Regions from separate parts of the Zea mays genome. Here region 1 is linked to region 2. A link is a contact called in public Hi-C data. All regions are on one chromosome and are shown on one strand. Each heading gives the region's core, a stretch centred on a gene start, on an enhancer-like site or on the middle of the called end of the contact. The rest is flanking DNA. Distances are from core to core; before and after follow the strand shown. Region 1 holds the start of LOC100381712. Region 2 holds the start of LOC100280687 (early nodulin-like protein 3).

The links. Hi-C and Micro-C count contacts between places; a contact is called where the count stands out from the background.
Region 1: a contact with region 2 is called in a Hi-C map of ear, with 2.3 times the contacts expected there. The contact joins the promoter of LOC100381712 here to the promoter of LOC100280687 in region 2. A contact is called at or near these places in 2 of 25 Hi-C or Micro-C datasets (ear and leaf).

The regions. Positions count from the first base shown.
Region 1 is chr3:202,846,884-202,849,583 of Zm-B73-REFERENCE-NAM-5.0, reverse strand. LOC100381712 reads right to left here and starts at 1,348. Exons shown (of 6, transcript NM_001361525.1): 1 at 888-1,348; 2 at 490-728; 3 at 158-353. The coding sequence starts at 1,175.
Region 2 is chr3:202,584,727-202,587,426 of Zm-B73-REFERENCE-NAM-5.0, reverse strand. It overlaps LOC100280687 (early nodulin-like protein 3), which reads left to right and starts at 1,349. Exons shown (of 2, transcript NM_001153606.2): 1 at 1,349-1,857; 2 at 1,974-2,546. The coding sequence starts at 1,668. The coding sequence ends at 2,431.

The DNA.
Region 1 (2,700 bases), core at 99-2,598, 260 kb before region 2:
TTTTAGAGATGCATCAAGTGCTCATAAAAAGTAATCAATCATGCACAAACTATCCTTTGTAAACAAACAGTTGTATAACAATTCAGGCAAACCAAATAATGTAGCCAAAACACCTCTAGTGAACTTAGATAAAGAAAGCAGTAAGGAGTTTGCTAACCTTCTCGCTGTAATTGATAGGAGTTGCATTTGACTTGTTTTCCACATCTGAGAATCTTTCCCTCCCAATTTCCCTCACATAATTTTTGAACTCTAACCCTGACAATTGGGACGATGAATGCTGCTTAATGTATACTTCGTCCTTACCACCAACCGTAACAGAAATAATAATATGGGTACCGTAATTCTCAATAAAGCTGCAGACAAGTGAAACAAGACCTTCAGGCTTCAGATAATAGGGTGTGTAAAGTACTAGGCTAAGAGTTGTACAGAATGGGACTGATCAGAAATGGATCCTGATAACAGTATCAAATAAGAAGATTACCTACTGACCTAGCCAATGCTGATGGATCCCAAACATTTGGGATCGCGTGCTTAACGCTCTCAAGCAGCGTCAGTTCAGAACTCCTAATTTTCACTCGAAACAGAGGCAGAGAATAGCCATCAATCGCAAGGGCCTTCGTAGCCGCAGCATCATTCTTCCATGAACCGGTGAAGCTGAACAGAGAGTTGAAGGAACCCAGCGGTACTGTCTCGGACAAGCATGACTTCCTGTTGAAATACTCAGCCATCTGTCAACAAGGGCACCAGAGTCACATAACACGAAGTAAACGGCCGCGGAGCATAGGATATCGACTAGGATTCGCATCACAAGTGCAGAGCAAACAGAACAGAACGCGGCACACCATCGGATGGGAAGTTTCCAGTCGGGACGAAGCAACCGAGCTCACCTTATCGAAGCTGCAGACAAAGGGCCCATCCGCTGCGGCAGAGCTTGGGCCAGAGGGGAAGGGGCGGATGCGCTCGGGGTCTCTGCGGCACTGCTCGACCTCGACATCGGGGGGCACGCTCGGGAGGACGCCGCCGTCGGGGAGCGGGAGGTCCCGCGCACGGTCCTCCTCGAGCGCGACGAGCCTTCCACCTCCCTTGCAGTAGAGCAGCCGGTGGTCTCCAGCTGCGTCGAGGCCGCGCCCCACCGCCTGTAGCGCCGCCTCCAGGGCGGACCCCGTGAGACTCATGGCTGATGGGGCCCACCCCCACTCCGCTCCCCTCTTCCTCCTCCGCCTCGGGATTCGCGCCGACTAGGAGAGGGGAAGACCGGCAGGAGGTCGGGAGCTGTCGCGACGGAAGCTTCTGACCGCCGCTGTTGCTGTTGATCGAGGGGAGAAGAGAGATAGAGAGAGAGAGAGAGAGTAGGGGACACGGTTTCTGGGGACAACTGGAGGAGGGGAAGGCGACCTCGATGCTGAGCTGAGGTGGTTGGGTTTGACTGGCTTTTCTTTTTCTACATTTATTCATTTCTCTTCTTAATTTCGTGGTGCGATTAGTTTTATGTAAGGGACATCTTGCTCGGCGATTTGCTGTTGTTAATGACTTTCAACGTTGTCATGCTTAGCCACATATTTCAAAGCACGCTTTCAATGTTGTCATGCTGTGTATGTTTGAAAGGTGGCTTGTTCTCTCTTGATGGAATGCATGGTTTTGAATAGTAGGTTGACTTTGTTTCGGTATCTGGTGGAATATCTCACGCATTGTAAGATTTTCAAAAGGAGAGACTAATAATAAAAGAAAAGAAAAAATATCGTGTGGCACTTGTCGAGTAATTCTAGAAATTTAATGTTACAGTGTACATATACGGTGGTCATTCAATAAAAAAACTAAATAGTGATCAATTCATCTTTCTTTAATTGACTCTATGTAAAAAAATAGAATATCGTTGTCGAGGATTATTTCGACACTCAATTTACGGGATACATTACAAGACCCAGAACTAATAGTAAATATGCAAGGAGACATGAGAATTTAGAGAGGTTCCATGTATATTTGATTTATATATTTGATTTGGTCGAGACCTTGATTTAACGTATGCAAACCTCACTAAATACTAGACCTAAACCTAGAGCAAGCAGTATAAGTAGTGGTCTAACTAACATAGGAAATCCACAAAGTACATATACTAATAACCGAGTGATTCTTTAAGCACTTAGATATCTAGTGCTAATATGAATGAGTCTTAACTCACTAAATATGTTCCTCAAACCCCACACCTCTCAAATGACTAGCAAAGGGGTATATATAGCTGAGAGTCGCCTTAAGGGGTGAATAGCCGAAACCTGAAAATTATAAACTTTGAACACAAAATTTTCCCGATGTTAGGGTTAGAACGAATATTAATGAAATCGGAGTGCAGTAGATAAGTTCTTGCTATGAGTTGCTTAATCAATGCGGATAATTTTGGGACCCAACTTAAAATAATTACAAGCAAGAGAACTAGAGAGAGGGAGAGGAAGAATCAAATCGCCAAGAGTGATCAACACAAAGTTACAGCGATTTGTTTCCCGAGGTTCAACTCCAAAGAGTTTACATCCCCATTGAGGAGTCCACTAAGGACAAGTTTCTTTCAACTATTTCCCTCTCTCAAATGGTCACAGAGATCGGTTGAGCTTGCTTCACTATCACAGTGACACTAAGTCCCGCAAGGATTTCTATACAAAGTATTGAGAGTCTCTTGTCTCGCTTTACAATCAAGAGAATGAGAATGCG
Region 2 (2,700 bases), core at 100-2,599:
TTAACTAGCAGGTCAAAAAAAGAGATAATATACAATATGATGGAGCCCCAAATTACTAAAAGGACACGAGAATTGACTCAAGGATCTTTAAATTTATTTAATATCTTGAATTTGAGTATAGAAAAGGTCGTACTATTAAGGAAAATATAACGCACAAGCTTAAATGTGCAACCATATGCTCAAAAGTTCCATCATAATATCTTAAAAGTATAGCCACAACACGAAGCCACTTAATATTCATACTTTTGACTATATTGGTTTTAGCAACATCACTACTCTTGGAATGGCACAGTCGCTCTCTAGCACTACTGCATCCAGTCCAATACTATTGCATTTTCTCCAGCACTGCTGCAACTTGAATCTGGGAATACTATTGCATCTTGTCCAGCACTACTGCAACTTGAATTTGATCGTCAGGTTGGAAAGGGATACATCTATCACTTTCATATCCTCTAATCTGTGACTTTCGATCAAACCCCATTATTCTCAACCAGAAATTGCGGACAGAAAATTTGACGCCCAGTATGACTAGATAAGAAAATTTGACGGACAGACCAAGAGATTGCGGATATACTTTGAGGATAGATCAGGATTGAGAATTTGAAAGTGATCTATTTAGATTAGGATTCCTGTAGCTATGTACATGTTAGTTCAAAATCAAACCTGTGTCTAAATTGTGCATATATCTATACTTATGAAATTAGTTAGGGGTGGTGGATAAAAAAATAGACTAGACCTTTAGCTCTTTACTATTCCCTCCGGTCTAAAATATAATTCGTTTTAGACTAATCATATATTCATATCTATTAATTAAGTAACATATGAATGTAGGTTACATAAATGTCTATATTTATTGAATGTGGATAAAAAAGATAGGCTAATATATTTTAGGATATTAGATATAGACAGAGGATGGATATTTACACACTAATATATGTTAAGACTTTAGCTTGAACAACTGAATACGAACGAGAAATTTCTGGCTGCCGCTCACCACTGGGACTTCAGTGCTAGTTTCTCTATGTAGATTTTTTTTTGCATGTTGACTTTCCTGAACTATGATCCTGCAGTGAAATGTGGCATTTTCTTAGCAAAACGACACATTGAACAACAAACAAAGCATTAATATGTAATGGTTTTCTTTTCGAGATATAGACACACCCTAGGACGTGCATTAATTCCACACATAAAAGAAAATGGATCTTATAGATATATTGAGAAAATAGACCTGATCCCCTACAGTCTATTATCTATAGATATAGATATGGTGGTATACAAACGAAAGTGGCTTCCTCGGGTGCGCGCGTCTGCAGATATGTCGGGCTGCCGGCCGCCGCAGGCCCGCAGGCGTACATGACATTGATCACCGAAGACCCAAGGAAGAAGATTGAGATGTCGATCAACCCAGCCCGCACCGCAACGCAAAGCGGTGCTCTCTTTCGCTGGTTCGTGCAGAGCCATCGACTCATCGGTATGCATCTCTCCGCGGCCTCCACCTGTGCCTGCCGAGGTCAGCAACCGTATCACTTCGCCGCGCGCCGTGCGCCGTGCGCCTATATAAACCACCAGTTCCTCTTTGCAGCAGTACATACCATCCCTCGACCGGCCACCTCTTCCCAATTGCATCGCATCCCCAGGACTTGCCGGCCGGTCCAGAGACGGCGATAATGGGGGCTTCTGAGGTGTGGTCACCGGTGCCGGCCTGGCTGGCGATCGCCGTCGGCTTGGCGGCCGTGGTTTCCTCGTCGGAGGCTCACGTCTTCTACGCCGGTGGCCGCGACGGCTGGGTCCTTGACCCCACCGAGAGCTACAACCATTGGGCCGGGCGCAGCCGGTTCCAAGTGAACGACACCATCGGTAACTGGCTTCGCCATCTCTCCTCGTTTTGCCCTCACGAATGCCGCACAACCCGATGAACTGGTTGAGCTCGTAGCATGCATGTGACGTACGTGCGCCTTCCTCCTGGCTCGCAGTGTTCACGCACGAGGAGGGCGTCGACTCTGTGCTGCTGGTGACGGAGCAGGACTTCGACACGTGCAACACGCGCAACCCGGTCCGGCGGCTCCAGGCCGTCGGCAGCAGCGGCAGTTCGGAGCGTTCGGTGTTCAAGCTCGACCGGTCCGGCCCGTTCTTCTTCATCAGCAGCGACGAGGAACGGTGCCAAAAGGGCCAGAAGCTGTACATAATCGTGATGGCGGTTCGCCGGTCGACGACGCCGGCGGCACCGGCACCCGACGCGGCGTTCCCGCCGGCGGCTTCACCGGTACCCGATTCGGCGTTCCCGCCGGCGCCTTCACCGGTGTGGGCCTCGGCGCCCGACAACGCGCACGCTCCACCACCGACGGCGGGTGCGTCACGTTTGGACGACGGAGCGATCATCGGCTCTGTGCTTGGGGTTATAGGAGCTTTGGTGCTCTGTACCGTGTACTAGATCAGAAATCAAGACTCCAAGGGGCGTTCCGTCTGTGTGGTTTTCACCGTCTCTTTTGCTAATCATGTTTCTTAAAATCATGATTTTACAATACAATAGTATAATACAGTAGTTTTGATTACTTCCAAAAATACCATGGTTTTAAGATTTAAGAACATTGTAAACGTATTTAAACAACAACTAGCCATGCTATATATATTTTTTATTTTGGATTAGAGTAGAGTTTCTAATACTCTAAAAATATCGTATTATCTAGAATAACATGGTCA